Linked DNA regions of Mus musculus: region 2 is linked to region 1. A link is a contact called in public ChIA-PET data. All regions are on one chromosome and are shown on one strand. Each heading gives the region's core, a stretch centred on a gene start, on an enhancer-like site or on the middle of the called end of the contact. The rest is flanking DNA. Distances are from core to core; before and after follow the strand shown. Region 1 overlaps Arsb (arylsulfatase B). Region 2 has its middle 66 kb from the start of Lhfpl2.

What was found. ChIA-PET counts read pairs in DNA pulled down with a chosen protein or histone mark.
Region 2: an RNA polymerase II ChIA-PET map of memory CD8 T cells shows a contact between it and region 1, with 13 read pairs. The contact joins two enhancer-like sites. A contact is called at or near these places in 2 of 484 Hi-C or Micro-C datasets (bone marrow-derived macrophages and nephron progenitors) and 4 of 115 datasets of contacts at active chromatin or transcription factors (cardiomyocytes, effector CD8 T cells, embryonic stem cells and 1 more).

What each region holds. Positions count from the first base shown.
Region 1 is chr13:93,811,975-93,818,421 of GRCm38.p6, forward strand. All of the region lies in intron 4 of Arsb (arylsulfatase B), which reads left to right. Among named protein-coding and RNA genes, the nearest start is that of Mir5624, 24 kb to the left of the region's middle. Within about 2 kb of position 2,312, at least 29 of the 459 cell types and tissues checked have an H3K27ac peak or open chromatin away from gene starts, as enhancers often do. A contact at or near this core is called in effector CD8 T cells and memory CD8 T cells, where this site is marked.
Region 2 is chr13:93,988,397-93,994,306 of GRCm38.p6, forward strand. No RefSeq gene overlaps it. Among named protein-coding and RNA genes, the nearest start is that of Lhfpl2, 66 kb to the right of the region's middle. Within about 2 kb of position 2,600, at least 102 of the 459 cell types and tissues checked have an H3K27ac peak or open chromatin away from gene starts, as enhancers often do. A contact at or near this core is called in effector CD8 T cells and memory CD8 T cells, where this site is marked.

The sequences.
Region 1 (6,447 bases), core at 1,062-3,561:
GGAGGTGATTGTGACTGTATCTTTAGCATCTCTGCAGTCCGCTTTCCTTGGCCTCGGTGCCCTCCTCACTGAATTTCACGGTAGACAGGATTTTCACTGTTACAGCTTGACTGCATGCCCAGCCCCCCTCTATTCATTTCCTCCACTTGCTTATGGTGTAAATGGGACAACTTGAGGTTATCCTGTGAGCTGGTTCCCAGTCCCCATTTTATCAAAGAAGGAACCCAAACTTCAAGAAGCTACAAGGTTAGCCTCATGTCAGACACACAAGAGAGTCAGAATTCAAACTCGGATCTCCTGGAGTCAATATCTAACTGCTAATCAGTTGTCCTCTTCAGCTCATCTCGTGGTCTTTCATCTCTCCTTAGCTTCCTCAGCATCTGTTCCCAAAGCCAGCCTTCCCCCAAATCTTTTAAAGGAGAATTCTAGAATCTTTGTTTTTATGTCAAATCATTGCCAGCTGTCTATTCTTTCTCTGAATGTGAGTGATATGGGGGTCTAGAAAGACTACACAGCACGTGTGGCCAATTCTATCCCACATCTGTGTCTTGTCTTGTGGTCAGGTGATGCACACAGCTTACTGAGTTACCAGGACTGGAGTGAAGTGTGTTCCACCTTGCAGAAGCCATTTGACCAAGTTCATTTCCTTCTCTTGTGGCCACCAGTTCTTCTGCCAACCAAAAGCACCTTGAGTGTAGTGACCTGGCTCTACCCAGCTCTGCCCCGTTAACGTTTTACTTTTGCATATGGCCCAGGAGACGAGACCTCTTAGCTATGTATAGAAGGGTAAAGAGGTAATGACTCTTTGGTTGTGCACAAAATTATCACTCCCAGGTTTTCTCTTGCCTCAGTTCAGGTAGGTGGAGAAGCTGCTGTCCAGAGACCAAGGAGTGTGTGGGTCAGCCCTGTTGGCCTTAAAAGTTGGGGAACAGTTTCAAGATTCTAGCATTCTCTCACTGTCTTCCCAGTGTCATGTCCTGAGCTATGATGTGATTCCAGCCTTCTCTGTTTGTTTTTAGCTAGATATTGGCTAAAGGAAGACGTGCTAGGAGGATAAGATGGTCACTAGATGACACACACCCTCCCCCCCACACACATTACAGCTCATCTTTTTAGCTGCTAAACTCCAGGAGTCTGTACAAAATTCAGTTCCAAGTAAGGCTACTCAAAAGTGACGCCCTTTTCTGGTTTCTGTGGGCACTGTACTCACATGGTGTAGTCACATGCAGGCAAAAATCCATATTCATAAGGTAAAAATAAACAATTTTTTTCTTAAAGTTAAGGCTACAAGCTTGAATTTAAACATTGTGTTCTTCATGCCACACTGATATAAATTACCATTGGCTGATTCACGTCATCCTGGTATGAATTTAGTTTGTTTGTTTGTTTTCTGTGCTGGGGTGAAATCAGGAGTTTCACACATGGTGTAGCCAGCTTACCGCTTGGCTACAGCCCCACCTTATCCATCCTTTCTGCAATATGGGATGGATTTTACTGTAAGCAAATATTGCTTGTCTCATTACACGTGGACCATTGTGTTCTTTATATAGCAGTGACCCTTTTGTCCTTCTTTGATAGCATGTGATCAGAGTTTGGGTCCTCCTATTCCTAGGGATATTGATAGCTTGATAGCGTGCAGTCTGCAGTGCTTGGGCAATCTTGACAGAGATTGGGGAGCATTTGCAGAGAGCTGTCAAAGGGTGCAGCCTGTGACGTGCTCTGGCACACATGTAGTCTGTGAGGCAGTAGGTTCGCAGGCTGTGGGTTCATAGTGCACTCGGGTTGTAGACCTGAGGAATTTGGAATGTGTGGGGTGGGCCTGGGCCGTTCTGACTTTACAGTGAAGTTGCCATTCACTGAGGGGCTCTGAGGTGCTCGGGTCTGCGCTTACATGGTGGAGAAAGTTCTTATCCATGATGTCAGTGGCACCTTAAACACCAGAACCTGTCCATTTTTTTTATGCAGGATTCCCTTCAGGATGGGTAGCTGACAGTAGCATAGAGTGCTGTTCCATAGCTTTAAGTATGCTGTACAGTTGGCAGATTTATAAAATAGCATAGGACTCTTGCTAAGAACAAGCCGTCTGCCTGCTAGCCAGCTCTAGACCTGTAAGTGAATGTCTCACAAAACTGAGAACTGTTAACTGAATAAACCAGGTCACACTGCACACCACTGCTCACCTTGCTGTGACATATGCATCCAACACATGTCTGACAAAGAGAGAATATCAGTGAGTAAGTGGGTTGGACCTGTGAGACCGGAGTGACCTGTCCTTGAGCCAGCTATTGATCCATGCTATCTCTTGAGATGTTGCGTATTAGTGTCTGCACAAAGAGCGTGTTGGGTCACTTGAAACTTTTACTCATAAGGGGTGTTCACTTACTGATGACTACACTGAGGGAAAATGATAGCCAATGTACTTTAAGGGCTCTAGACCAGTCTTGCTTTTAGTGTCTCTGTGACAACCCACTGAATCCTCGATCTGTTTCTACGGAAAGGACGCCTCTCAACTCTTACGTTTATAGATTGCCAGTGTTTTATTATATTACTTAATAGGTGCAAGAATATCACATCGTTGATATTTTGAATTTTTGATTTGTGTAACATGAGATAATGAACATTCTCACACTTCTGTGGGCAGATAGTACCGTGGCCTTTTTGAGTTCATTATTAATGGAAGAGGGTATTGAACTGGGCACATTTATTGACTAAATTGCAGGAAGCTTTCTAATTGTTTCGAGTTATTTTCTCCGCTCCCTTTGTGTTTCATTTTAAAGGTCACAGTTATGATGGCTCTGTTTCTGACTAGTCCCACAACTTCCTGTGGCTTCAGCTCCCTCTGAGGCCAGAGGGGTCTTCGGTTGCACAAGCTTCACAGGAAGTTGAGTGAGGATGAAGGTAGATTATAGAGAGTGGAATGAGAACCTAGAAAGCGCAGGTGTACAAAGTAAAGCCACGGCGCATGCGCCACGCCGTGCCGTTCACGGTTGTCTGGTCTGTTCACATCTGTGTGTCCTCCAGTAACAGCCTCAGCAAGTGTTTCCAGAGGTTACTCCTATCAATCAGGCTAATCGATAACATATAACTGTCCACTCTGCAAAGCAGTGTTACTTGGACAATGTGTTGCTTGGACAAGGTAGTCTTGTCCAAACATGACTGCAAGGATGAGCTGATAACAAGATTCTACTTCGGAGGAACCAAGTAAAGTTAGGAACTAGTTCAGAAAGGTTCTGGTGAACCGCAGCTCGGAGGAACCCTTGAGATGAGTGCGAGCGGCAGCTGCTGTGAGAGTAACCAGCAGTTGTTGGGGTGCCGCCTTCTTTCTGCCAGTCAGGGCCCCAGCCCGTGGGTGGTGTCGCCTCTGTTCAGAGTGTCCTCCCTCCTTGGTTAGAAGGACACTGGTCAACACTACTCAGAGGCGTGATTCTGAATCCGTGTCAGGTGGAGAATGGAAACTGTGTCCCTTGTCAGCTCCATCAATCATGTCCCTTTAAATTATAACATTGTGTCCCTGTCCTCTGAAAGAGTCACGTGCTGACCCCTGATTTACACATAAAAAAGTTTCAAGTTCTGCCTCCAAGAGCTTAAGACAAGCCATCCAACCAACCTGCTAGTAGTATATGACTTTTTTTTTTATTAGAAAAAGTATTTGCTTTTATTAGTGTTTATAAAGCATCCAGAGTAGGATAAAGTTTATCATTTATGACTATCATTTTCATTTTTTTCCATTTTTTAATTAGGTATTTAGCTCATTTACATTTCCAATGCTATATCAAAAGTCCCCCATACCCACCCAACCCCACTCCCCTACCCACCCACTCCCCCTTTTTGGCCCTGGCGTTCCCCTGTACTGGGGCATATAAAGTTTGCAAGTCCAATGGGCCTCTCTTTGCAGTGATGGCCGACTAGGCCATCTTTTGATACTTATGGAGCTAGAGACAAGAGCTCCGGGGTACTGCTTAGTTCATATTGTTGTTCCACCTATAGGGTTGCAGTTCCCTTTAGTTCCTTGGGTGCTTTCTCTAGTTCCTCCATTGGGGGCCCTGTGGTCCATTCAATAGCTGACTGTGAGCATCCACTTCTGTGTTTGCTAGGCCCTGGCATAGTCTCTTCTTAATTTAAGAAAATTATTTTGTCGCTAGGCTGTGGTGGTGCACGCCTTTAATCCCAGCACTTGGGAGGCAGAGGCAGGTGGGTTACTGAGTTTGAGGCCAGCCTGGTCTACAGAGTGAGTTCCAGGACAGCCAGGGCTATACAGAGAAACCCTGTCTTGACAAAACCAAAAAAAAAAAAAAAAAAGGAAGTTATTTTGTCCCTCCCTGACTCCAGTTGTCACTAATGGAAATGCACATGAGCAGTATAGAGGCCAGTGTTGGTAGCCAGAGGAAGAAAGGGCCAGGTAACAGTAGTTTATTATTAGTTAGCAGAAAGTGGATGGGTGGGAGGTGCCCTGGGTCTGGAGTCTTTAAACAGAGTATCATAGGTAAAGGAAACATTTAAGTCTCAAGGGGACAGCAAACTGGTGTTCGAATGACAAAAGGCTTCATACTGTTTACCTTCATCCTTTCCATAGTATAAAAATGGACATTTGTTTACTCTGTAGTTTTGTGGTATTTTTTTTCCCCTAAGGGAGAAAACTGAGAGCGTCTAAATTTTCGCTGCTGAAGCATCCAAACAGCTATGTTCTTCCCCATTTGGCTATGTACATGTAGAATTCTCCCTGAGGGCAGTGGTAAGGGCTGTATATGTGTGTGTCATAAAGCCTTTGCTCCTAACGTGAGAGAGCTCCAGGGCTAGCTCATGGTGAGCGTGTCCCAGATCCCTCTCCTCTGTGGGCTTCGCCCCGAGGCCACTGTGGCTGCCTACTGTGCCTCAAGCCTGCTGAGGGAAGTCCACAGCCCCTGCCTCCGCAGGTTATCAGCCGCTCCTCCCTGATGAGAGGGCCTGGGAACCAGGGCTGAGGCTGGGCTCTGCCCTGCTGGACTTGTTATCCTTTCTTTTCTCTCTTCATTCTCTGCTTTCAGAAGCATCAGATCCCCCCTCCAGGACTAAAGCAATAAGGAACGTATTTGCAAGCATCCCCGGTTGCTTCTCTTGCTGACTTTGGCACTTGAGTACATGCAACAACCAACTCTGGACACAAAAATGCTGCCTTCCAGGCTTGGTTCCTCTCCTGCAGAGCAACCCTAACCTCACAGGGCTCTTGTCTTCTGTTTTCTTAATGAGAAAATAGTTTAGGGATTATTGGCGCTGCAGGTTTACTCTTTTCTTGTGTTTTCACTCTTAATCATCTGCAGTCTCTATGATCTCATGTCTTCTTGTTTCAGTATGGCTACATCTAACCAACAACTCAATAGTGGGGGTGGGGGTGGGGGTGGGGGGAGATGGCTCAGCAGGCAATGGCTGCTCTCCCAGAGGACCTATGTTTGGATTTCCTTCCTACCTTCCCTCCTTCCCTCCCTCCCTCCTTCCCTCCCTCCTTCCTTCCATCCCTCCTTGCTTCCCTCCCTCCTTCCTTCCCTCCCTCCTTCCTTCCCTCCCTCCTTTTTCCCTCCCTTCTTCCTTCCCTCTCTCCTTCCTTCCCTCCTTCCTTTCCTCTCTCCCTCCTTCCCTCCCTCCCTCCTACCCTCCCTCCCTCCTTCCTTCCCTCCCTCCTTTTTCCCTCCCTCCTTCCTCCCCTTCCTCCCTCCTTCCTTCCCTCTCTCCTTCCTTCCCTCCTTCCTTCCCTCTCTCCCTCCTTCCCTCCCTCCCTCCTACCCTCCCTCCCTCCTTCCTTCCCTCCCTCCTGTTTTCCCTCCCTCCTTCCTTCCTTCCCTCCTTCCTTCCCTCCCTCCCTCCTTCCTTCCCTCCCTCCTTCCTTCCCTCCCTCCCTCCCTCCTTCATTCCTCCCTCCCTTCTTCCTTCCCTCCCTCTTTCCTTCCATCCCTTCCTATCCATGAAGCACTTTCCACCTCATTTGTGTAGGACTTTTTTTTTTAAGAGTTGTTTTCAAAAGTTAACAAACCTTAAAAGTAGCATCAGTGATGTGGAAACTGTCACATACCTGCACTCTCTGCTGTTAGTTCAGCCTATGACCGAATGACATATTCAGATATGAATTTATCAAATCATGAATGAGGTGGGACTGAGGAGAATGGAGCACATGTCTGGGAATGGAGGCCACATGGTGTCACCTAAACTTCACACTGGTGTCACTCTAGGTTAAGAAGTCCTCTCTAAGTCCAGCAGTAGTAATAAAGCAGGCTGGGTGGTGGGGTGCTTTGTGCACACAGTATTTCAGGTCACATCTCTGTGTCCTTGAAGGGTGTGTCCTGCCTGGCTTCTGTGAACAGGTTGTCATCAGACTGTTTTTCCTAAATACCCATCCTGTCCTTTGTTGGTAATAAGAATTTATAGTTAAAGGGCATGGATCTGTGATTTTAGTTAATACAAGGAGCCAGTTCCGTC
Region 2 (5,910 bases), core at 1,350-3,849, 180 kb after region 1:
TGAAGAAAACGAGAGTAACCACTATTAAGGCTGGGAATATGACTTAGTGCAAAGGGCTGACCGGGCAGGCATGAGGGCCTGGGTTGCCTCCTGCAAAACCAAAAGCCTCATTGTTTGTGCAACTTCAATTGCTGTGGCCTGAAAGAGTAAGCACCCCCACCCCCACCCTGGCAAGGTTTCTAACTTATTATTAAAGCCAGCATTAGAAAGAGTGTGGTGGCACATGCCTTTAAGCCCAGCACTGAAGAAGCAGAGGTAGAGGGGCAGAGGGGCAGAGGGGCAGAGGGGCAGAGGGGCAGAGGGGCAGAGGCACAGAGGCAGAGGGAGAGAGGCAGAGGCAGAGAGACAGAGAGGCAGAAGCAGGTGGATCTCTGAGTTCATAGCCAGCCTGTCAGGTCTATGAGCAAGTTCTAGGCAGCAAGGGCTACATGAAGAAACCCTGTTTCAAAAATAAATGAATAATAAATAAATAAATAAATAAATAAATACCAAAAAAGCAAACAAAAGAAAGAGAAAGAAAAGAATGAATGAAACTCCACATTTCAGATTTTTTAAATGTTTTTTTTTCCGAAAAATGATAGATTCAACTATTTTGATGGAGTGGCATGTGTGTACATGTATATGTGTTTATGTGTACATGTGTGTGCATGGGGGGATGACTGTACTTATGTGGTGAGTGTGTGTGTGCCTGCCTGTGAGTGTGCGTGAGTGTGTGTGAGTGTGTGTGTGTGTGTGTCACTGCTGGGCATCCAACCCAGGCCTTCACGCACGCTAGACAAGTGCTCTACTCCTGAGCCACTTCCAATCTCCTCTTGCTTCACATGGGACTAAGGCAGAAATTGTGTCAGATTTTTTTCCAAGCCAATAAAGTAAGAAACCTAGGTGAGATTTCCAGCTAAGCCAGCTTGAGAAAATAAGGTGTTTCCTATCGCCTGTGTCACCTTCCAGCCCTGTCTAGTGTCCCTGGTCCTTTTCCTGCAGTGTCAGTTGTTGGTTGGGCCCTGGGAAATCCCCTACTAATAATAGCTCCTTTGCCCTTCCTGAATGGAGATAGCACTTGCTGGGGAAGATGAATGTCTGCTTTTGTTATTTACAAGTGTGCACGCGCACATCTGCTCACCAGTGCACACACATATGCACACCTCCTTGAGTTTTCACAGCCATTCTTTTCTCTTCCCTCCGCTCCCCCCCCCCCCCAATAACAACTTGGTGCAGCTCTTTAGAAGTCTGGTCATCTGAACAGATCACTCAGGTTAGAGGCTGAGTCCTACGGACAGGCAACCCCGTTAATGCAGAGCCCCTCTGGGGACGTTTCCTCTTCTGGTTCTGTGTGCTTTACCGCAGGCTTGTTAAGCTGTTTCTGCTGAAGGGTGGGCCTCAGAGCTTTTAGGGTCCTGTGTACCCAGAGAGCGGTACCAACCCGGTGCTCATGGAGAAGCTAAGTGTGGGGCTGAGAGAAACTGCTCACCTGCCCTGGCTCTGTGAGAAGACACCCAGTCATGCCTGGAGACAGATGTGGCCCTGCCTATAGCATGCACCGCACTCACAGCCCCAGCAGAGCCACTGTGACTCTGAAGGCACCCTTGTGCCAGCAAGAGGAAAGACAAGCCTGGTATGCGTGGGACAACCAGATAGATTTGGTTTTGATAGGAAGCTTGATTGTCCAGGATCTCCTCTAAGTTGTAGATCTAGGGAGGGCGTCATGATCTCATTGTGCCAGAGACTGATACCAATCTCAGGTCTCCAAAGGCCAGGAAAGTTCTAGTCCTGGGCAGCTTCCCAGCTCTGGCCCTTGTCACATGGTCCCCCTGTAGAGCCAGCCCTGGAATCTGTGCTGTTCAGCAGCCAGGAGCGACTCCAATCGAAGGACCTCCTGCCCCAGCCGGAAGTGATGTGCAGGAGTGAGCCTGAATTCCTCACTTCATGGGTGTGTAATCAAAGAGCCCTGGAGGGCCCAGAACAGACATGCAGGTACTCTGACACAGGACAGGGCCCAGGGGTGGGGAGTTTCTAGTTCACAAAGAACCAGATGGGGCCTGCTCATGTGACCAGAAGGAGTAAGCCTAAGTAAGAAAAGAATGCATTTCTCATCACAAGGAAAGGAGGAAGCCCTGGGGTTCAAACCAGCGCAGAAACGGAAACCACCACCCCCACCAGCAGCAGCAGCACCTACCACACCTACCACTACCATCTGTCCCAGGAAGAGGCCAATCCCTCCCTCCCTCCCTCCCTGAGTATTCACTGTCAGACTAGGTTCCCCCTCCTCTTTATACACCTCTCGGCATTATGGGGCTCCACGCCAGCCACCCATTTTCCATACAGCCAGTTCTTAGGTGACAGGTCTTGCTGCAGCCCAAAAGCTCATACCCTGGCCCTGTCAATGCTTGACTTTTGTGACTTCCTACCCCAATTCCACCTCAGAATGCCTTTCTGACCCCTGTAAGGCTTTACATACCCTTCACTCATCCCATAGGTGTAAGGCAGCCATTGTCACCCTTGCTTTACAAAGGAGGAAACCGAGGCACAGGCAGGAGACAGGCTAGTGATTGGCAGCCTCCAAGGTCAACACTGAGTCCACACTAGTACAACTGTCAGGAGGTGGAGCCAGCCAGGGCAGGAACTCTGCACAGTCTTCCTTTGAAGCAGGTTTCCCCCTCTCAGCAGGGCAGCAAGTATTGCGGATCTTACAGAAATGTTTACTGATCTGAGACTCCAGGCCCTTCCTCTCTGACAGTGGGAAGGAAGATGAGGAAGGAGCTTATGGAAGCAGGAGGCCCAGCAGGCTGCTCTCCCTGGACTGATCCTATAGAGCGCTCTGTGCTGCTCTAGAGTTAGCTTGGAAAAGGTATCTCAGTTGGGAACATGTTTACCCTGAAAGCAGGATGACCTGAGTTCAATTCCCAGAACTCCCTAAGAATTCGAGGCACAGCTGGGCCATGGTGGTGCACGCCTTTAATCCCAGCACTCGGGAGGCAGAGGCAGGCGAATTTCTGAGTTCGAGGCCAGCCTGGTCTACAGAGTGAGTTTCAGGACAGTCAGGGCTACACAGAGAAACCCTGTCTCGATTAAACCAAAAAAAAAAAAAAAAAAAAAAAAATTCGAGGCACGCGGTGCATGTGTGTAATTCCAGCTCAGGGAGGCAGAGACAGGAGGATCCCAGGGCCTAACCTAACCTAATTGGTGAGCCCCAGGTGATTGAGAAACTGCAAATTAACACTGTGCATGATGACAGAACAATCGTAGACTCACCTTTCACAGCTACTGAAGTATCAGGTATTGGAAGCCACTCCTGAGAGGTGCTTGCGATGCTTTGAACCTGACATGCCCCTTGCAAGCATGCATTTGAATGCTTGGTTCCTGGCTCTTGGCACTGTTTGGGAAGGCTCGAGGGAACTTTAACACACTTGGGGTGTGCCTTTGAAGGTCTTACTTGCACCCCACTTTCTGTCTTTCTCTGTTCCTGTCTACCATGAAGTGGAATTCCCCCCAACACCTCCACTCTCCCTCTCTCCTGCTGCCAAGATGGTCTGTCTAAGCCGGGCGTGGTGGCGCACGCCTTTAATCCCAGCACTCCGGAGGCAGAGGCGGGCAGATTTCTCAGTTCGAGGCCAGCCTGGTCTACAAAGTGAGTTCCAGGACAGCCAGGGCTATACAGAGAAACCCTGTCTCAGAAAAAAAAAAAAAAAAAGATGGCCTGTCTAAGCAAATGGACCCAGAGACCATGAGCTGAACCCTCCAAAACTGTGAGCCAAAATGAATCCTTCCTCCTTTAAGGTGCATGTCTCAGGTATTTGGTCACTGTGGTACAATAGTCACTAATACAGAGCTTGACACAAGGGGTTGAGCTCACACGTATGCAAGCTTATATCAGCCCATATGTATGATTTCCATGTTCTTTGTTCTTGTCAATATGCCCTGTTTTGTTTTGTTTTGTTTTTGTTTTTTAGTTCTAACTGGCAGTGTGCTGAAGCAAAGAGAATACCTGGCTCCTTACATAAGCCTTCCTTTCATTAGGTCACTCTCATCCTCACATCTCTGTCTCACAGTTTGCCTCTCTTGTCACATGAATTCCACACTATATATAACCACAGAACCACAGGCCATTGGCTTGTGGGTCAGTAGCTGGACCGGGCAGCTGAGTCAGCTGGCTGCAAGCTGGATGACTGGGCTCAGCAGCCCGCATCTTGCCTGGGCATGTTTCTTAGAAGGGTAGAGAGAGTGAGTGAAATCATACCAGCCACCATCTGATCCAACCCGGTGCTATGGTAACATTTCACTAACAGAAGTGCAGAGTCACATGGCCAAGGCCAGATTCAAGGATTAGGAAGGTGGACCTCTTCTTCATGAAGGAAACTCGGTTGCATGGCCAAGACCATTGGATGCAGGATCGATGTAATGCCACCCTCATCTGGCTCCAGCCAGTGCTGGCTGCACCCATGAGCAGATAAACCCCCCTGAAAGCAACTCCAACATAGTGACAGCCTACCACCCACAAAGCTAGATCTTCACCCCCATAAAAGGTCACCAGAAAGATCTCTGTTGAGTGTTTACAACAAAGCGTATGGCCCCTAACTTGGTTTTTGTTTGTTTAGTTTTGTGGGGCCAGTGTTAGGAGATCATTGTCCCCCATGTCTTCATGTCTTTCCAGGCATTAGCTGTCATGTGTTCCTAAATATAATTTCAAGTGTTTGTACCATTCCTGTTGACACTGGGGAGCCTTTTCCATAACAGTGTCTTCTGCCAAGAGCAGCTATCATCAGACTTCTAAAGATGTCAGTGTCTCCCTTGTACAGAGAACGTCCCTCTGCCTGCCAAGGGATGTAGCACTCCAGTGGCACCTATTGTCCTGGATAAGAAACTCGCTCGATCATCCCTGCAATCTGAGCCTGCTGACCATGTTGTCTCTATTAAGCCAATGCAATTCTAGTGCTTCTGCCTTGCTCGAGTACATTATTTCTTAATGTAATCTCAACTTGCATCCCAATTATATAACAATTTTGAAAAAAAATAAACCCATATGATAGAGACTAGACTAGTGGCTGGCAGTGGGCAGGAATGCTCTGTGTGTTGGGGGGGAGGGTAGAAGGGAGGGTGAGAGTGAGACAGAAGACAGGAGTCATGCAGAGGTGACTGAGTCTCCACCCGACTGTGGCAGGAATTACACAGATCTGTTGTGGGGCTAAACTAGCACAGAATGAAACTTAGGTCCATATTAATTGTCCTATGTATATAGTCCATAGTATAGACAAATAGTTCATCGATGTTGATAGCAGCTGTATTGATAGTTACCAAAACTTGGGAATGACCAACGTCACATTCAGCTGGGGAACATTTCCTATGTCACAATAAGAAATGAGGTTTTCAAACATAAAACAACATGAGGGGGGGAAGCTTAAACATATTATTAAGTAAAACTGGTGTATCGGAAAAGCTACACACCTTGAGGTTCTGTTACAGATTAGCTTCTATCCAAAATACGTGACAGCAGAAGTGCTTTGGGCATTGGATGCTTTAAATGCTGGAATATCTGTATATTTTCCATAAGATACCTTGGGAAGGGACCCCAGTCTAGAGGCTAATTCAGCTTTGTTTTATTTACCCCTACGCAGAGCCTGAAGGTGATAACACAAACATACTTCTGCTTCTGTGTTTAAACTGCCAGAGTCACGTGAGGTCAGGGGTGTATTTTCTCCTTGTATAAGTGATGTATTTAAAAGGTCTGAATCTTGGAGCACTTAGACTTTTCAGATTAAATGCTCAGCCTGAATTTGGCGTTAGGCTCAGAGAGTTTAGGTATTCACTCAAAATCTCCAGCTGATGAGTGAAAGAGCTGGGCACACACCATCCTAGAGGATTACAGTTTTTGTTCTTTCCCTTTAAAACTACTATAATATCTTGTGTCATCTTTCA